Linked DNA regions of Mus musculus: region 1 is linked to region 2. The links are chromatin contacts, called in public ChIA-PET maps. All regions are on one chromosome and are shown on one strand. Each heading gives the region's core, a stretch centred on a gene start, on an enhancer-like site or on the middle of the called end of the contact. The rest is flanking DNA. Distances are from core to core; before and after follow the strand shown.

Region 1 (4,713 bases), core at 423-2,922, 170 kb before region 2:
CTTTATAAGAGTTGCCTTGGTCATGGTGTCTCTTCTCAGTAATGGAAACCCTAACTAAGAGAGAAGTTGGGACCAGGGACTGGGACATTGCTGTAATATTCCTGACCATGCTTTTGTTTGAAGGAATGTGGATTTTGGAGCCTTTGGAAGGCAGTAAGATGCTCTAAGTGGAGCTTAATGAGCCATCGTTGTAGGAATATGGAAGACATTGGTGTTGAGGGTGATTTGAACAGTGGTGACCTGGCTCAAGAGTTATCAAAGGAGAAGAATATTAGTATGTAGCCTAGAGACTGTTCTTGTTATATTTTGGTGAAGAATATGACTGCTTTTTGTTCTGAAGAGTCTGCCTGAGGTTAAGGTGAAGAGATTTCAGTTAATTGCTTTGACAAAGGAATTCTCAAAACAGCCTGGTATAAATTTTGTTGTGTGGTTACTAAAGTATCATCTTTGAAGAACATTTTTAATGAAAAGGAGCAAACTGAGAAAAGAAAAATACAAAACATATGGTTCAAAGAATAAAGGGGCACCAGGAAGTAAAATTGAGCTGAATCCTATGTTCAAGGAAATAAACAGATTAAGGGAGTGGTGACCTCAATGCAAGGTCCCACCCTGCTAAGCTTATTGTTTACGCTTTTGCAGATGAACAAGGGATTTGGTTATTGTTCCCATTTGGACTTTTAATCTGAAATGAACTACAATCTGGAAACAGAGAGCACAACTATGATCCAGATCTTGAGCCTTCTGATCCCAATCTTGAGGAATAATGGTCATAAAAAACTTAGGGCCAGGAATGGTGGTGCACACCTTTAATCCCAGGAGAAAGTGGCAAGCAGATCTCAAGTTCAAGGCCAGCCTAATACAGAGCAAGTTCCAAGTAAAAAAAAGCTTAGATCCAAGCATTCAGGAGACAGAGGCATGCAGATCTCTGAGTTCAAGGTCTGGAACTACAGAGCAAGTTCCAAGACAGCCAAGCTTAGGCAGTGAAGGAGTTGGAAAACAGAAAGCTGGTAACAGAATAAGGGGGACTATGTTCCAGCTCCAGTAAGCAGCAGATCTTGGCAGCTTTGGCCATGTGGCTCTGGCTTTAGAATCAAGAGTAGGAGACTACTGGGACAATTGATGCTGGTTAGCTGGACCTAAAAAATTAGTGTTGATTAATAAGACACTAGCATCCCTGAGGTGAAATCTTCTGGGAAGTGTTTTCTGAGAGCACAAAGAAGCTGTTTTCCAGAGATAGCCAAGGTTGTAACTCAGGCTGCTGCTGCACTTGGTAATGTATAAGAATCACGCAAGTATTTCTGGTTTTGAAGGCATGAAGGGGTCATGGAGAGGAGCTGAGGCTTGGCACTGTGAGAGGCCACTGGTACAGCCTCACCCCACAACTGAATGGATCTTGCAAAAAAGTTGAGACTTGGCACCATTAAGGGAGAGAGGCTATTTGTGAAGCCTAGTTGCAATGAGAAATCCCAGCATATTAGTGATGCCAATACCATGGGATGACCATCAAGAACAGCAGCAGCTGTGAAGTGGAGTCAACCAGAGCCTAGAGTGCTCCAGAGGGCAGAGCCGGAGAAGTGACCCAAGCCCTTTTGAAAAGTCCAGAAGCTCGTGTGTAGATCTCAGATGATCAGGAACAGGAAGCTGTGAGGTTGAAGTTGCCTTGGAGACCTCAAAATGTTAGAGATGCAAGATCCATGGGTACCTGCCGAGGAAAGCTGCTAACAGGAAGTGGTACCAGCCCAGGGGAAAGAAGTTTGTTGTGATCAATAAAGATGAAAAGAGGTGGAGATCTGAAGACCACTTTGGTGGTACAGATTTGAAGTTTGCCCAGCTGGTTTTTGGCTTTGTCCATTATTCCCTCACTATGATGTTTTGGAATGGTAATGTGTGTCTTGTGATGTTTAAGGTATGTGATCTGCTTTTTTATTTTTACTTTAGAGGGGACTACAGTTAAGTGACTGATTGAATCTCAGAAAAGACATTGAACTTTGGATGTTTAATACTGTTGAAACTGTTATAGACTATGGGACTTCTGAAGTTGGTCTAATGTATTTTGCATTATGCTATGGTATGCATTATATTATGGTATGGCCCCCATAGATGTCTATGTTTGGACAAACCTATAAGGGCCAGGGAGTGGAATGTGGTGATTTGACCAGGAGTGGCACTATTAGGAAGCCTTGTTAGCGTTAGTGTGACCTTGATGGAGGGAGTATGTCATTGTGGAGGTGGGCTTTGAGACTCTCCTCCTAGCCATGTGGGAGCCAGGCTTCTCCTGTTTGCTTTTGGATCAAGATGTAGAATTTTCAGCTACTTGTCCTGTATCACATCTGCCTGGACGCTGCCATGCTTCCCACCATGATGATAATGCACTGAATCTCTAAACCTGTAAGCCAGCCCCAATTAAATATTGTCCTTCATAAGAAAAAAAAAGAATGTCTCATTTCTCAGCATTTTAAGAGAAAAACATCCTAATGCTTGCTTCAGCTTACTTTGGAGTGAGATATAAATACACAGACTCCAAAATCCATATACAGAAAAATAGATTTCAAAATAGAGTGGGTTGGCCTGATTGCTGCTTGTATTCTAATGCTAATTTGGGCCCCCAAAACTGGTTGCCCAGAGATGAGAGAGTCCAAGAGGCTAGGTAAGTGACCCTGCCCCCAGTTAACTGTGATTGGCAAATAAAGATGACCACAGCCAATAGCTGGGCAGAAGAGACATAGGTGGGGTTTAGGTTTCCCAGGCTTGGCACCATGAGGAGGAAGAACATGCAGGAGAGAAGAGAAAAGAAGCCACCATGGGATAAGGGTCAAGAGACCATGGCCCTGAGGTCTGCCCTATTGGAGCTAAGAGCAGCCCAGATGAAACATAGTAAGTAGTAAGTAATAACTTGGGGTTATTGATAGGAAAGTAGATTCTAACAGCAGGGAGGGTAGGCAGCTACCCAGCTATTGTGCTAATTAAGGCTTATTGTAAATATAAAGGTGGTGTGTGTGTTTTTTAATCCAGAAACTCAATAACATAAAGCAAGGTAGAAGCTCCCAGCTGGAATTTAAACAATTTCTACTAGACAAAGTGGAGCATGTCAACCTCCCAGGCAAAATGTCCACTAACACAACAGTAGCATGGCTGTTATGGTGATAGCCAACCACTTTACAACTGGATAAGGGAGACCTGCTCCACAGAAGAGAATTTATGCTTGCTTCTGTGAACCTAGTCTATATTCCACGATTGAGGAGGCCATGGACCCTAGGGGGGTTTACTCTAGTTGATTTGTTAAGTGATCATGTCATCAAGCCACCTTCTAAAAAATTGTATTTATTCACATAAATTAGTACTCTCAACCTCAGTCTGAGGGTCTTCCTTTTGCAGTATACAGCAGTTCACACAGATTTACAACAGTTCAAAATGCTGAGAATATGTGACTGACTTCTTGCTCATAAATGGAACGTCTACATTAAATCCCACTTCTACCACTAAAAGTCCTGCAAGAGGGATCAGAAAGAACATAATTGCTGGGGAATAGGGTAGAATGCCATGAGATACTGTCTTATACGCATCACACAGTTACCACACTCATTAACTCACACCAGCTATGGTTACCTGCACAAGATCAAGCCAGGAAAAGTCCAGCATAAACAGGGGAGGGGCTCACCAGGCTCCGCCCCTAGCTGAGGACCATTAGCAGATGGTTGCTGCTGAGGGACGGAGGGTCATTTTCTTTGGACTGCGGCCTCTGGTAGGTTCATGCTCTAGTGCATGGACATAGAGGCATGCTAATTAGACTCAGTTGGTAATTTAAAAGGAAAAAAATTGGGGGCATGACATTGAGATGGAGACATGTTGGGAGTGGTTTGGGGAAAGCTGGAGGGGGGAAACAGTGAGTAGGTATTATCAAAATGATCAGCAGTGTGCCAACTGTGGGAGGTGGGCTTCTCAAGTCCAAAGGCATTCATCGATGTAACTCCGGGTGGAAGGGCCATGTGTGCTGTATTCATCTATTAAAATATAAAAGAATAAATTACAATCTTACTTAAAAATTGTAAATAAAGCCAGACAGTAGTGTTGCATACCTTTAATCCCAGCACTTGGAAGGCAGAGAAAGGCAGGTCTCTGAATTCCAGGACAACCTGGTCTACACAGATCGAGTTCCAGGACAGCAAGGGCTGCACAGAGAAACCCTGTCTCAAAAAAACAACAAAAATAAATAAGAAACAAGCTAATAAAAATATGATATACATATAAAATGAAATACCGGGAAACCATTAAAAAGAAAATAGTTCTGTCACATGCCACAATGCAGATAATTGTCTGGTGTTATGTCAGGGAATAGTTAGTGATCACCAAAAACATACACAGGAGCCAATCTGATGCAACTCACAGCAGGTCTTTATTCTATTCGAGCTAGCACCCTCCCCAAAGCACCACAGTTACACAGGATGGTTTTCGCGGTTGGGGAGCCCCTAATGTCTATGGGGCAAGGCTTTATAGTAAGCAGCAAGCAGGGAATATGTGTGCAAGCATCTAATTGGAAAGCTCTTGTGGCCCTTAACATAATGGGCTGATGAGGGAGTCATATAAACTTAACTTCTGCCCCCTTCTGCATTGGTGGTCATTAAGCAAGGGGTAGGCTTGTAACCTCGGGGGTGCACATTTGTTGGGGGAATAACCTGGAGACACTGGTCTTGTTGAGGGTGTAACCTGGAGACT
Region 2 (4,760 bases), core at 1,129-3,628:
AGCAATACCATGGTTAGAAAATTATGAACAAAGCAATTTCTTTGTAATCCATTTTTCAGTGACAAAACTATGTGGTACCCAACTCAGGTCATAAGGATAGTTATGAGTAGCCTCTCAATTCATGAGATATCTTATAGTCACTGAAAATTCAGGGAACTTCAAGCACTGTTTGTGGTTGTATTCAAAGAAGGTTTGAGAAGGAATGAAGCCATGTTAAGTAGAACACTGAAATGAGTGGAATCTCTAAATTGCCCAGGCTGGCTTTGAACTTTGACTTCTGCCTCAGCCTCCTGTAGCTAGTGTTACAGGCTTGTGCCTCTAAGCCCAGCCTATGGGGCTTACTCACTGCCAGTATGGGAAGTCAAGGAAAAGCTGCCACAGAAGCTAGAAAGATGTTACTTCCACGACCACTTCTGAGAAGTAGATTAAAAGTAGTTGCTTTTAAAAAACAGATTTGCTTTGTGGTTTTGGTTTTCATTTGTTTGGCTGGTTTTTTTGTTGTTTTTTTTGCTTTTCGAGACAGGGTTTCTCTGTGTAGCCCTGGCTGTCCTGGAATTCACTCTAGATCAGGCTGGCCTCGAACTAGAGTGCCTGCCTCTGCCTCCCAAGTGCTGAGATTAAAAGCGTGCGCCACCACGCCCAGCTGTGGTTCTGTTTTAAGCAAGGGTCTCTGGTAGGCCAGATTGGCCCAGTCCCCCTGTGAGACTTCAAAGTGCTGAGATTGCAGGTATACACCACCAAACCTAGCAACATTCTTGTTTTATAAGTGTTTCACCATAGGCCTTACAATTTCCAGACACGAGTTACTTTGCACTCTGAAAAATACAGACCAACAGCCCCACAAAGCTGGTTCTACCCATTCTTTAAGACAAAATTTAAACTTGCTCCTTATTCTCAGATACTTGACCTTTTATTAAACAATTGAAACACTTTTACAATGTCTTGCTGGAGGGCTGCCTCACAACTGAACCATCACTTCTGGTGAGGAAGAAACTATGGCTTCAGGTGCATAGCTTAAGTTTGGCCATGCACCATCATAAATGCTTCAACATCTCCAGGGACTGAAAGCTGCAAACAGAGAAGGGAACATCAGAGTAGGGTTCCATCACAAGGACCAGGAGACAAGCCCATCCCCACCTACAACTCTGGAGCTCATTAACTTCACCTTCCATCAGTGATCAGTCAACATGCATGAAACACGGGACAAAAATAAAATCCATGTAACCAAGAAGTGGGGGTACGAGCGGGATGGGTTGAGGCTATCTTATCTCAGATTACTAACAAAACACAGAAAAGCCAGGTAAAGTGAAGTAACAGCAAAGAGGCTGTCAATACAAGGGAGAAAAACCTTAACTACAAGTAAGCCACACTTTATTGAATTTATTGATTTGCAATAGACTCATAGAATTAAAATAACACCAGAGGTGGAAAACTGAATTAGCAAACAAAACTTGCCTGTGCCCTCAGGCTAAGACTTAACTAACTCAAGAGAGTACAAATGGCTCTTAGATTTGTTTGGGGGTCGGGAGTGTTATCAGCAGGAGTTCTACAATTTAGCTCCTCTTCGAAAATCCCAAATCCCATGAAAAATACACCGAAATGGTAAGGAGACGTTCCCTGTCTATCCCAGTGTGCATGCCCTGGTCACGATGCAAACCTCAACATGAGGACTCTTTCCCAACCTCTTTATGAAAGGTACTTCTTCAATTCTTCAACCACCTCTTGAGGCTCAGGAAATTTGAGCTTTCGTGGAGGGCCCTTCTTAATACCAGTCCAGAGTTCAACACCTGGGAAAGGATGGGATAAAGCCAAATTATGGTGGTACTCATTGGTACCCCCTCCCCTCAGTTATCAGGTGGCCGGGAGTCGCTTCTCGCCCCACCCCCACCCACCCCCCATCGCGGCCTCCACTCACGGCTGTTGTCCGAGCGCAGCAGCGTCACCTCGAAGCTGCCCCTCCGCGGTTTGGACGGGTTCACTTGCACAGGTAGCTCTGGGGCCTCCAGTTGCAGAGCCTGGCTCAAGGCAGCAGCATGGCGGCCGTACACGCGTCAGCTCGTACTACAGACACAAGCGATTGCAAATGGGGTCTCTCTGGTCTCAGCCGCCAGAGCCAACTCTTTCCCGCCCTCCTCGACTCCCCAACCCCTCACCAATGCTCAATGACCACGGTCGCGCCCTCCGCCAGTTTCTCGCGCTTGTCCACCGTCTCCATAGGCGCGGCCCCCGCCTTACGCTTTCTTCCGTGGGGGGCCATGGCACGGATTTCGGGGATGGCGCGTTGGTGGAATAAGGGGCGATGCAACTCCGGAGAGACAAACCAGCAGCCGGGAATCACAGATGCAAAGTTCAAATCTCGCAGCAAAGGGAAATGTGCGGGGGTGGGGGGAAGGACACGTGATCTGAAGGCGGGCCCTTCAAGCCCAACTACGCTATCAAAAGGGAGTCGGCGCGGAAATCCGGATCAAACCAACATTGTACAGCACTGAGGGGGTCTGTCTTGGGCGGAGACGGAGGAGTCTTGAAAGCCTCCTTTGGCTGGGGGTTTTCGGTATCTATACCTCCTACCCAAGGATCCCCAGACCAATCTCAGGGAAGTCTACTCCACATTTCCAGGGCGTTTGTACATAGACTACAGAATTCTAATTCGCACCGACATTGTTACTCCACATCTCCATGCGGTGAAACAAAAACGGACCGGTTAAGTGTATTTGAACCCGAGCCATTTACAATCCAGACGCTGTAGCTGGTGCCTATCTTCTCAGACACCCAGGTGAAATCAAGAGGATGGTGAGTTAGGGTTCATTTCTCCAACTGATCAAGGCCCTCATCCACAACCTTAAAAAGGAAGTTGAGGTCTAGAGGTGTTTGGCTTTTAGAGTCCCTGGGTTTGATATTCAATTTTAGGATTAAAAAAACAAACAAACAAACAAAAAAAGCAGTCCCCCGGCAGCTGCCCACTAGTAAAGGAAAAACAGCAAGGCAATCAAAAGAACAGTCCCTTTATTAGGGGAAGCGGTGGGATAGGAGGAGAGAACAGCTGTCCAGCCGTGGGGCTTTCTTCTTCAGGCCCCACCACACAAAGGAACCTCTCAGGTTTATATTGCCCTTCTCAGTTCCCACAACACAGGGTGGCCATTCAATTCTATTTCCAATGATGAAAATCATGGTTGAAGGCTTTTAATTGGGAACAGTGACCTTAAATGATAACACATACAAGCCTTTTATGTGTTCCTCCGTCACGTGTTTGTGCACTACATGCATACAGTGCCAGCCAAGGTCAAGGGCGGATGTTGGAGCCCCTGAGACTAGAGTTACAGGTGGTTTAGCCTCTATGTGCTGCTAGGAATCAAACCTGGGTCCTCTGGAAGAACAGCCAATTCTCTTAGCCACTGAGTCATCTCTCCAACCCCTTAAATTCCTTTCTCTTTACGATTTACTTACTATATATAGTATTCTGCCTGCATGCCAGAAGAGGGCATCAGATCCCATTATGAACCATCATGTGGTTGCTGGGAATTGAACTCAGGATCTCTGGAAAAGCAGCCACCAGTGCTCTTTCTTAATCGATGGGCCATTTCTCCAGCCCCAAACTTAAATTTCTTAATGCACAGATCAAGACAGAAAGGCCTAAAGGAAGAAGGGGTCCTTGAGGAAAAATTCTAAGGGCTTTATACTGACATCTAACATTAGGGTTTAATTTAGTCTATGCTTTGCAAGCTCACTAGGAGGAATAATTAAACCACAGACTGGTAATATCCAAGTGTTGAATAGCAATTTACACATTGACCCAACCTTGGAGGGAAACCATTTCTACCTCTATCGATAAGATCACTCCCTTCGAGAAACAGCTGACCAGGGCAGATGCGCCCTTCATAGTAGAATACTTCATGGTTTCCAGGATGCTTCTTTCAAAATCAGAAGCAGGCACAGTGCCCCTACCCAGGCACAGCCAAACAGAAATCAAAAGGCCTCAGGCAAGGATTGTGGTTATAGCTGGAACTGGGCCTCAAAGGTTCCTGAAATTGACAGGAGAGGAAGCAAAAACAATGCAGGATCCTATTTGTCCTTCTTGTTTTCCCCATCTGGCACAGTAGTGGGAGCAGGGTCCACAGGCTTCTCTTCTGACATGTCTCCACCCTTTGAGTGCTTCTTGGCTCGTTGGTATAGCTCATTCAAGTTGAATTCTCGAATCACATTCTCCTATGCAAAAGAGATGAACACATCAACGGCTGGGTGAGAAGGTAAAGTTCAGAGAGCAGGAGCAGGAAGTATTTAACTAAGCACAACCTGTAAGTCAGAGGGCAGCGACCTGCCCTAACCTACCTCTTTTCTGATACTTAAGTGTTCACTAGAGGCCAGTTATTGTGCCAAGAATTCTATCTACCTGCAACTGTAAAGCAATATGAGCCAGGTGGTACTGCCTCCCACTTACTCAAGTTTAGCGATGAGGAACCTAATTGGCTACAGAATGAATACAGGCACTTCACAGACCAAGTCTTTATCATTTTTCCTCAGCATTAGCAGCATATAACATAAACCTGCTGACTTAATAGGTGACATCCTGTAACTAATCTACATCCTCAAAAAACAGTGGGCCAGTGTCAGAATTCGGGATTAAACCCAGACTAAGAATAAAGCCCAATCACTGTTGTGTATCTTTCTCCAAACCACTGCCCATGTGTTTCACCTACCTCAGAAAAGGTCCAAGAGACAGCTCGTCCTTTCTTGTCAATCTGCGGCCGACGAATGACCTCCTT

What was found. ChIA-PET counts read pairs in DNA pulled down with a chosen protein or histone mark.
Region 1: an RNA polymerase II ChIA-PET map of memory CD8 T cells shows a contact between it and region 2, with 18 read pairs. The contact joins the enhancer-like site here to the promoter of Selenoh in region 2. A contact is called at or near these places in 24 of 39 promoter capture datasets (the 3T3-L1 cell line, the C10 cell line, the HPC-7 cell line and 13 more), 7 of 15 datasets of contacts at CTCF or cohesin (CD8 T cells, the G1E-ER4 cell line, the NIH/3T3 cell line and 4 more), 65 of 484 Hi-C or Micro-C datasets (the 3T3-L1 cell line, the AML12 cell line, B cells and 32 more), 28 of 115 datasets of contacts at active chromatin or transcription factors (the 230-238 cell line, T-cell acute lymphoblastic leukemia, acute myeloid leukemia and 16 more) and 4 of 9 other capture datasets (adipose tissue, embryonic stem cells, liver and 1 more).

The regions. Positions count from the first base shown.
Region 1 is chr2:84,497,444-84,502,156 of GRCm38.p6, forward strand. It overlaps Gm13710 (predicted gene 13710), which reads right to left. Exons shown (of 3, transcript NR_046046.1): 2 at 4,077-4,184; 3 at 3,305-4,001. Among named protein-coding and RNA genes, the nearest start is that of Gm13710, 7.1 kb to the right of the region's middle. Within about 2 kb of position 1,673, at least 10 of the 459 cell types and tissues checked have an H3K27ac peak or open chromatin away from gene starts, as enhancers often do. A contact at or near this core is called in effector CD8 T cells, memory CD8 T cells and regulatory T cells, where this site is marked.
Region 2 is chr2:84,668,330-84,673,089 of GRCm38.p6, forward strand. It overlaps Selenoh (selenoprotein H), which reads right to left and starts at 2,379. Exons shown (of 4, transcript NM_001033166.3): 1 at 2,154-2,379; 2 at 1,916-2,061; 3 at 1,658-1,787; 4 at 886-1,068. The coding sequence starts at 2,257. The coding sequence ends at 1,687. Tmx2 (thioredoxin-related transmembrane protein 2) reads right to left here. Exons shown (of 9, transcript NM_025868.4): 8 at 4,695-4,760; 9 at 2,982-4,203. The coding sequence ends at 4,060. Btbd18 (BTB (POZ) domain containing 18) reads left to right here. Exons shown (of 5, transcript NM_001145100.1): 5 at 1-452.